2 separate regions of the Macaca mulatta genome follow, and region 1 is linked to region 2. The links are chromatin contacts, called in public Hi-C maps. All regions are on one chromosome and are shown on one strand. Each heading gives the region's core, a stretch centred on a gene start, on an enhancer-like site or on the middle of the called end of the contact. The rest is flanking DNA. Distances are from core to core; before and after follow the strand shown. Region 1 holds the start of SMC3 (structural maintenance of chromosomes 3). Region 2 holds the start of SMNDC1 (survival motor neuron domain containing 1).

Evidence for each region. Hi-C and Micro-C count contacts between places; a contact is called where the count stands out from the background.
Region 1: a Hi-C map of cortical neurons shows a contact between it and region 2, with 4 times the contacts expected there. The contact joins the promoter of SMC3 here to the promoter of SMNDC1 in region 2. A contact is called at or near these places in 5 of 14 Hi-C or Micro-C datasets (blood, cortical neurons, fetal cortical plate and 2 more).

What each region holds. Positions count from the first base shown.
Region 1 is chr9:122,745,761-122,750,719 of T2T-MMU8v2.0, reverse strand. It overlaps SMC3 (structural maintenance of chromosomes 3), which reads right to left and starts at 1,437. Exons shown (of 29, transcript XM_015148176.3): 1 at 1,289-1,437; 2 at 89-164. The coding sequence starts at 1,303.
Region 2 is chr9:122,473,348-122,477,893 of T2T-MMU8v2.0, reverse strand. SMNDC1 (survival motor neuron domain containing 1) reads left to right here and starts at 1,969. Exons shown (of 6, transcript NM_001266756.1): 1 at 1,969-2,150; 2 at 3,297-3,416. The coding sequence starts at 3,297.

The DNA of each region.
Region 1 (4,959 bases), core at 188-2,687, 270 kb before region 2:
CTGTCTCCTTAAGCCAATATACAAATCGACAGAATTTACGTTATCTGTATAGACTATAAATATGACCGAGTAAACCAAGAACACTTACCAATCACATTATGTTTTGAACTGAAGGGATCTACAATTGTTTGATCTCTGTAACTTCGAAAACCCTGGATAATCACCTAGTAAATAAAAAACACTTTTGAGAACTCACCCCCCCCCCCAAAAACAATACATTAACATTTTTCTCTTGAATTTCTTTCTTGTTTCTCATTTAATGCAATATACAAAACCTGCAATTTCATATAAGAAAAATTCATTTTGGAAAGTGGTGATTAAAAATCTACTTTAAAAGAAAAAAAAAAAAAAGTCCATTCATCGGTAATCTTTGCCAGTGCAATGCTGCTGGGTTTTATTTTTTTTAGGCGTTATAGTTGTCAACCTGTTAAGGATCTTTCAAAATCAAGAACACTGTGTGAGCCTAACTGGAACACTAGACACTGCAGTACAATAGCAAGTCTATCCAGCAGGCCGACCGGCCCCAGCTCTCCTGACTCCAAGACCACCGAGCGCTGCTTTCAGTCACTCACACCGGCCAGCGCCAGCCAGAAAGAGCCCACGTTCCAAAGGAGTGCTCAGAGCCCGACAGATCCAACAGAAAACCGTCTCCAAGGCCGTGTGCCTGGGCTCATCTTTGTGGTGGACTCCCGCGCGGGAAGACCCTTTTGACAGAAGTAAACAACCGGGGGAGGCGGCGCTCCGCATCCTGCAAGCAGGAGGGTCCCGCTCACTTCGCGGGTTAATCCGGGGGAGGAACGGCCCTCCGCAGTGACACCTGACACCCCCAGCCTGTGCCCCCAAGGCCGCCCCCGAGCCGGGGAGGCCACGTTTCCACACATCCCACGCACATGACCCGTGCGAGGCCACCCGTGCAGGACCACACAGCCCTTACGCCCGCGGCCGCCCCGGCGCGGTGCCCCCGCCAGCTCTCGGGCCGCCCGGGAAGGCCCAGTCCCACCCAGCGGCCCGCCCGCTCGCCCGCCCTTCCACACCTCTCGGAGATCCTGCCTCTCCCAGACCAGCGCCAGCGGGGAGGCCCAGGCTGCAGAGGGGCACCCCAATTCTCCGCGACCCCGCAGCCGGGACACTCGCGGGGCCTGGGGTCCCCTCCTCCCCCACAGTCCCCGCCCAGCCCTGGTCCAGCCTGTGGAGAGAGGGAAAGGCTGCGGATGGCGCCGCAACACTCCCGCCTCAAGGAGCAGTCCCTACCGGCCTATGACGGGGTGGAAGGACGCGAAGGCCTTACCTGCTTTATGTACATGATTCCGGGCCCCTGGCCTGGAAGGAGACTTGCCCGGGAGCAGCGACCGCCCGGCTGCACCGTCAGGTGAGGCGCCTACGCGACCCCTCCCCCAAAGCGCCGCTCGCTCCCCTCCAGCCAAACAAAATGGCGGCGCTCGTGGAGGCGGAGTCCGCGCCTTGGAAGGAACCACCTTGCAGCCCTCACAGGGCGTAGGAGGAGTCAAGTTCAGGTCTGCTCTTTCTTTTAGGCAAAACCAGTCTTCCACAGCGTTGTTTGATGGATTTCATTTGAATATAGAATTCTGTAGCTAACGGTTTCCTGAGACTTAGTCAAAAGCTTCACTCGGAGAAGCCATGACCGTAAGGTTGGTCCGTACCCCCTCCGAGCGCAGGGCCAATGGTCGCGTCCACGAGGGGCTAAGGTTCCGCGCCAAAGCCGGGTGGGAGACTCCGAGGGCCAGTAGCGCTGCGGGCCGTCGGCCACGTGATTCCGCACTGTTTAAAAAAGGGGACCGCGCGCGCTGTGCCAGTTCTGGAACACATGGAATGCTGGTGACTGTTGGAATTCTGTGCACAGAGTCCCTGCTGCCCCTTTGTTATAGCTCTCCCTAGGAACGTTTACAATCTTAGCACGCCCCAAGCTGGTTCCGAACTGCCCACTCGCAGGACAACCCCGAAGGGATTTGTCAATGCTCGAAAATTTGTTTTAATATGTGTTAATTCCCTCCGTAACTGTTTCTACTCTGCCATCTGCTATAAATCTAGGCAGATCTGTATAATTGCAACAAAGATTTAGGTAAGGCTGAAAGGTTTTAATCTACTTTAAAAACAAAAAAAACAGCCTGGATTAGGTGCTAGTGGCAACCCTAGGTCTCTCTGATCCCTATCAGTCTTGGGAGAAAAACATCATTTGTTTAAAAAATGGATCTCTGAGCTCTGAAATTACTTGCTGGGAAGAGAACAAAATACCCAGATCATCCCCAGCCCTCCGGCCCGCTGCTGGAGGCAATTCTGGCCTTGATTATTTCTAGATTGAACTATTTTTAATAGCCTCCTAACTGCCTCTGTTAACCAGGGTATCTCCCTAGGAGTCCTTTATGTGGAGCCCGGATAAAATCCTATCCAGCCCTTGCTTTAAAATAAATAAATAAATAGGCCAGGTTGAGTGGCTCACTCGTGTAATCCCAGCACTTTGGGAGGCCGAGGGGGGAGGATCACCTGAGGTCAGGAGTTCAAGACCAGCCTGGCCAACACGGCGAAACCCCCGTCTCTACTCAAAATATAAAAATTAGCCAGGCGTCGTGGTGGGAGCCTGTAATCTCAGCTACTCAGGAGGCTGGGGCAGGAGAATTGCTTGAATCCAGGAGGCAGAGGTTGCGGTGAACCAAGATTGCACCACTGCACTCCTGCCTGGGCAACAGAGGGAGACTCTGTCTCAAAATAAATAAATAAATATTTAACCATTTTCTTTTCTTTCTTCTATTTTTTTTTTTCTGACAGGATCTCGCTCTGTCACCCAGGGTGGAGCGTAGTGGCTCGGTCATGGTTCACCGCAGCCTCGAACTCCTGTGTTCAAGCCATCCTCTCACCTCAGCCTAGGGCTGTGGCCACCAAGCCCAGCTAACTTTTTTTTTTTTTTTAGAGACCGGGTCTCCTTATATTGCCCAGGGTGGTCTCTAACTTCTGGCCTCAAGGGATCCTCCCACCTCTGCCTCCCTAAATGCTGGAATTACAGGCATGAACTACTGCACCCAATCTAAACATTTTACTTCTAGATTTTAGTTGTATTATTTAAAGCTTAGGCCAGATGTGGTGGCTCACGCCTGTAATCCCAGCACTTTGGGAGGCCCAGGTGGGTGGATAACTTGATGTCAGAAGTTTGAGAACAGTCTGGCCAACATGGCAGAGCTCCATCTCTACTAAAAATACAGAAATTAGCTGGACACGGTGGCGGGTGCCTGTGATCCCAGTTACCTGGGAGGCTGAGGCAGGAGAATCACTTGAACCCAGGAGGCAGAGGTTGCAGTGAGCTGAGATTGTGACACTGCATTCCAGCCTGGGTGATGGAGAGAGACTCTATCTCAAAAAAAAAAAAAAAAAAAAGTTTTAAGCCTCTAATTCCTAGTCTACAAAATGAAGATGATAAAACTTCATCATATTCAGAATTACAAACAGGGTGTATAAGATAATCCTATTTACCTAAAATTGTTTTTACCTATGTAGGTAAAATATGAAAAGATGGTGACTAAAACATTTAAATGGCTTTCACAGTGATGGGAGTTTTACTTTCTTCCTTAGGCTTTTCCATATTAAATGAATCTTATACAATTAGCTTATATTATTTATATAGGCAGAAAAAAAGATCAGTGAAAAACCTAAAATAATCAAAAGGTGAGCCGGGCGTGGAAGCTCAAGCCTGTAATCCCAGCACCTTGCGAGGCCGAGACGGTCGGATCACGAGATCAGGAGATCGAGACCATCCTGGCTAACATGGTGAAACCCCGTCTCTACTAAAAAATACAAAAAACTAGCCGGGCAAGGTGGCGGGCGCCTGTAGTCCCAGCTACTCGGGAGGCTGAGGCAAGAGAATGGCATAAACCCGGGAGGCAGAGCTTGCAGTGAGCTGAGATCCGGCCACTGCACTCCAGCCTGGGCAATAGACCGAGACTCTGTCTCAAAAAAAAAAAAAAAAAAAAAATCGAAAGGTGATTTTGAGAATGTAATGCTTTTGTTTATATTTACGTATTTTTTTGTCTGTCTCTGCAAGAATATAAATCCAAGAGAGAAGGGACTTCATTTTGTTCCTGCTGTTATTTAGTAACTAATTCACAGAAAGTACTCAGTAAATACTTATGAGTGAAAAATGCACAGAAGCAAAGTACTTACCACTGTGCAGGGCTCACATATGCCAGCTGTTGGTGTTTAAAAGCTCCCTATGTCCCCATTTCACCCACCTTTCATCCCCCTTAGGAGCATCATTATCTTCTGATAAGTACGTAGGCGTAGAACATATTGATCTCCTTTAGCCAGGATGAATAGTTCTTCAAACCTATGAACTATCTGGAAGCAAAGGGACATTCCTGAAAGAAATTGCCACCATAAAGCAGAATGCCAGCTGCACAGTGCCTACTAGCTCATAGCTAAACAACGGAAAACTGCAGCCTTTGAAACAGTGCCCCAAAGAATTAAAGAAGCCTGTGACTAACAAATTCTTGAGTTTGCAGGATAGCAGATGAGAAAAGAAACAACTTGCTGAAACTCCCTCCACTTGTAATATTAAAAAACTGGCTGAAATTGCTTGGAACCAATATGACCAAGTGGAGTTTGCGCAAATGATTTGCTGACATCACAGCCTGAATTTCCAGTGCATGGTTCATACGAACTCCCCTTGAAGTCGACATATGATCCATGTGGTGGCATGAAGAGGTAACTGTGCATGCCTCAGCACTTTCTAGACCTCCCCTTTCCTTCTGCCAATCACCTACTAATCCCAGAATCCACCGATGAATATTTTTCTAATAAAATTGCTACCTTAAACCTAGTACAGAGAGACACATTCGAGCTGGATTCCTGTCTTTTTAGTCAACTTGCAATAAAAAGCTTTTCTCAAAAACCTGGTATCATACTATTGGCTTCTAGCACATCAAGCACTGAGCCCTTTTTGCTTGGTAACAT
Region 2 (4,546 bases), core at 720-3,219:
TCAGGAAAAGTTCTCATTTAAGAGATTTTTACACAATAAGGTTTACTTTATATTCAAGGAAGTTCCTCCTCGCATCGGTTCTTAAAACACACAATTACAGTAACAGCAGTTCTCTAAAACTACATTTTATTTTAAACAAATCTCTTCATTTAAAAGCACATGCTTTCTGGTTTGTCTTCCCTCTTAATTCTAGCTACACACTGCTGCACTCTGCTGCAATTTCAATCTTTCTAAGTTGACTGCCATCCCAATCACACAAACCTGACCTAGTTTCCATCTATACCGGTTATCTGACTCACTATAAGGGTTACGTGTGTGTATGTAGACAACAAAAGGGAAGGCTCCTTGAAAAGAAAGCAAGGAACTAAAGATGTTGGTACAGTTCAAAAGATCCCATCTGAGAAGTGGGCCTTTTTTTTTTTTTTTTTTTGAGACGGAGTTTCACTCTTGCTGCCCAGGCTGGAGTGCAATGGCATGATCTCGGTTCACCGCAACCTCCGCCTCCCAGGTTCAAGCAATTCTCCTGCCTCAGCCTCCCGAGTAGCTGGGATTACAGTAGCTCGGACACGCCCGGCTTTTTTTTTTTTTTTTTTTCCTTTTTGTATTTTTAGTAGAGACGGGGTTTCTCCATGTGGTCAGGCTGGTCTCAAACTCCTGACCTCAGGTGATCCGCAAGAAGTGGGCCTTTTTATGGGTCCAGCAACAAACTCCCCACCTCCCAGGAAAGGTTGCTTCCTGGCATCTATATAACTCTTTGTGTCTCAGGCCTTTATTGTTTTTTCAATTGAAACAAAATTATATACATGTGGTTAAAAAAAAAAGGAGAGAGAAGGGCCGGGCGCGGTGGCTCAAGCCTGTAATCCCAGCACTTTGGGAGGCCGAGACGGGAGGATCACGAGGTCAGGAGATCAAGACCATCCTGGCTAATACGGTGAAACCCAGTCTCTACCAAAAAATGCAAAAAACTAGCCGGGCGAGGTGGCGGGCGCCTGTAGTCCCAGCTACTCGGGAGGCTGAGGCAGGAGAATGGCGTAAACCCGGGAGGTGGAGCTTGCAGTGAGCTGAGATCTGCCACTGCACTCCAGCCTGGGCGACAGAGCGAGACTCCGTCTCAAAAAAAAAAAGAGAAGAAGAAGAAGAAAAGGAAAAAGAGTAAACAGCAAAGAAGGCAATCAATAAAACATTTGGCTTCCATTCCAAACCTCTGGACAGGTTTGTGTATCTGTCCAGAACGCGTATATATTATTACAAACATACACAAGGGGCATTTCTTTTTCAACACAAATGTCAGTATTCCTACCACTCTGTTTACCATTCTAGACTAACTTGGACTTTGTTCCCTATCAGGCGAGATTAACCCAACTAAATTAAAATCAAGTAGGTTTTAACAAAAAAGATTTTAAAGAAATCAATCTCCTCTCCAATAGGTTATTTCTGTCACGATTTAATTAGCTTTCTGTTGCTACCAAGCCTTGTATCATATAAAGCAGTGGTTCTCAGGCCGGGCGCGGTGGCTCACGCCTGTAATCCTAGCATTTTGGGACGCCGATGCGGGGGGATCGCTTGAGCCCAGGAGTTGGAGACCAGCCAGGGCAACATAAGGAGAGCCCCCACCAACACCCCCCCCAACCCACCACCACCGCTCCCGAAAAGCAGTGGTTCCCAGACGTCAGCAGACATTGCTATCATCGGTGGGCTCGTTAAAAGAGAGTCGCTGGATTCAGGAGGTCTAGGGTGGGGCTTGAGAATTTGCATTTCCAATAAATTCCAAGCCGGAACTCCAGGAAGATAACCTACATTCCGCGCCTGGCGCAGCCCAGCTACGCCATATCCGTCCTAGGCCCCGCCTACTCTGCGTCCCTAACAGCCAGGGACAGGCTAGAGGGCGCGTAGAGTCACGTGAGTCGAGCGAACTCGCGCGAGAGTTTGTATTTCTCGCGAGACTTCACCGTCTCTGTCTTTTCCTCCTTCCAGTGCCCGGCTTTCCTCCCCTCCCCCCTCGCCGCCGACCGAGTTCTTCCTTTTCAGACCGAGTCGTCTCGTCGTCGCGGAGATTTTCCTTCTACTGCTGCTGCTGCTGCCGCCACCACTACCACTGGGCTTATTTGCCCCGACCCCTTCCCGCTGCCCCGCCCCCAGCCCCACACAAGGTAACAACCCCTTTGAGGGAGAGAGTGAGGCCTGGCCGGGCCCGGGTGCCTCCCGAGGTGAAGCGGAGGCCCAAGGCCGAGGAACCCGCCTCGCCGGAGACGCCCAGGCTCTGGCCCTGGAGCCCGGAGCCATGGCCGTCTCCCAGCCAGAGCTGAGCCTCGGCGGCCCGGCCGGCGCTGGCCTCCCTGCTGCGGCGGCAAACACTGCCCGCAGGGGACCGGGTCGGGTGGGGCTGGGCGCCGCGCGGCTCCTTGTGGAGCTTGCCTGTTGGAGCACAGCGGGGCTCCGGCGGTGGTCCTGAGCTGGCGTTTGGATTTCCAGGTCCGAATGATCGAGTTGTGGCGGGCTTTGAGGCGCTGCGTGGCGGGGAGGAGAGCAGCCTGGGTCGCTGTAACTCTTGGGGGCCTTTTCCGGCTCCCCGCCTTTGGTTGGACGGAAATTTTACGAGAGAGAAGAGTACTCGGAAACGTCGTACATTTGCTTATAAACCATCAAAAAGGGTTAATTAGTGTCTTATTTTCAGGAAACTGAGTGAGCTGGATTTGGCGAAAGGCTCATTCCTTAGAACGTCTAAATGGGAGAGTACCTGTGCTGTTCTTTTTGCTGAAGTTAATGCAGCGATAAATAGTTAAGCGACTGGGCGAAAGATTTTTGTTCTGGAGAAGCACTTTTAAATACACTCTTTATTGAATAGTTCACGTAAAGTTGTTTGTGTAGTTAAGTTAAAAACGTACTTGTTTGACTTTGGAAGCGTACTTTAGTGCTTAAAAATAAGTATTTAGATTGTTTTTGAAAGTTTCGACTTTTCCAGCAGAGTAGTGCTTTTTAAAAAGATAACGATTATTGAGCCGAACTCAGCACCTACCCTGTGGATAGGAGTTAAAAGAAAATTAGAAATTTCTTTGTATCTGTGTGCTTTTTTAAAGTATGGACTGTATCTCAAGTTTATAATCTTCGGAAGCTGTTGCCTTTAAGTTTGTGGTTTAGGTGAAGTCTGAGAGTAAAGGTAATGGTGGTGAATTAAGCTGCAGTGTTAGAAGGAGTTGGAGGCAAAAACTGGTAATTCAGGCAGACAGGGAAGTTAGTTTTTTATGCCTTGATTTTTGGTTCAGTTTTCGTGGTCTAACCCTTTTTATTTTCCCCAGATGTCAGAGGATTTAGCAAAGCAGCTAGCAAGCTACAAAGCTCAGCTCCAGCAAGTTGAAGCTGCATTATCTGGAAATGGAGAAAATGAAGATTTGCTAAAATTGAAGAAAGATTTACAAGTAAGTATGGGTAGGCAATTGTAGTTTTTTCTCTGTTTTTCATATTATTGCTTGAATCCCTAAGTACTCAAAGCGCCTTTTGAGGGGTTACACCCCACCCTGCGTATATAGGTAAATTGTGTAGGTACTGTGGTTTGTAGAAGTAGGGTTGTTTCCCCAGTTCTCAGGTTTCTGTACATCAGAGGGAATGACGTATTGTTCTTTGTTATATAAATCTTGTGTACTTACATGATTTTTAAAAACAAAAGTTGGTAGAAATTTCTAAGTCTGTCAGATTTTCAAGACGAGAGGTACATGTAACTTCACAATGAAAAATACTTTTATTTTTTAAGACCTGGAAAATGAAATTTAGTTCAAAAAGTAACAAAGATTGAAGGAGAAAAATAGAACCTTAAGATTCCTTTTAATACCACAAGATTCTTTGAAAATGCGTGACTTCCCCCCCGCCCCAAAATTTACGGGTTATATCTTGTATTGAAAACACACTGCAAAGATGCCTAGAGAGAGACGTGCTCTGTATAATTGTTACACAGATGTTAGGACTTAAGGCTAGGTTTTACAGTAAAGTTGGTGACACTTGGGGAAATTGAACTGTGTGGTGAAAAGGAGATCTTTGTCAAGTCCAGTAGATATGAAAACCTTTTTTTAAAAACCTGCACTGGGATTTCAAGACAGAGCCTTCATAGTAAATACATTTTGTTTCTCAGGACACTGGACTGATTCAGAAAAATGCCATATATAATTTACAAATATATATGACTTTTAAGAGCTTCCTTTAAATTCTGAACCTGATTTTTAAAAAATTTCAAGGGTGTTTTGATTAGAGATTGCTTTACCAATTGAGTACTAAACTTGAATCTGTATCCTGTCTAAAAATTATTTCCCTCCCTTTATTATTCCAGTGTCCATTAAAACTATTACTATTTTGGGGATATCACAACTGCAGACAAAATTAACTGAAATAGGGTCCAGATTTGGAATTCTGGAACTGCTTATCTGGGCATAATTAAAATGAGTTGAATACTTTCAAATTCTAGATTTAGAATAAAATTGCAGTAGTATGTTATTTTTAAACACACACAAACCATCTGGGATAATTTCAATATGAACAAGACCCCTCTTTGATACGT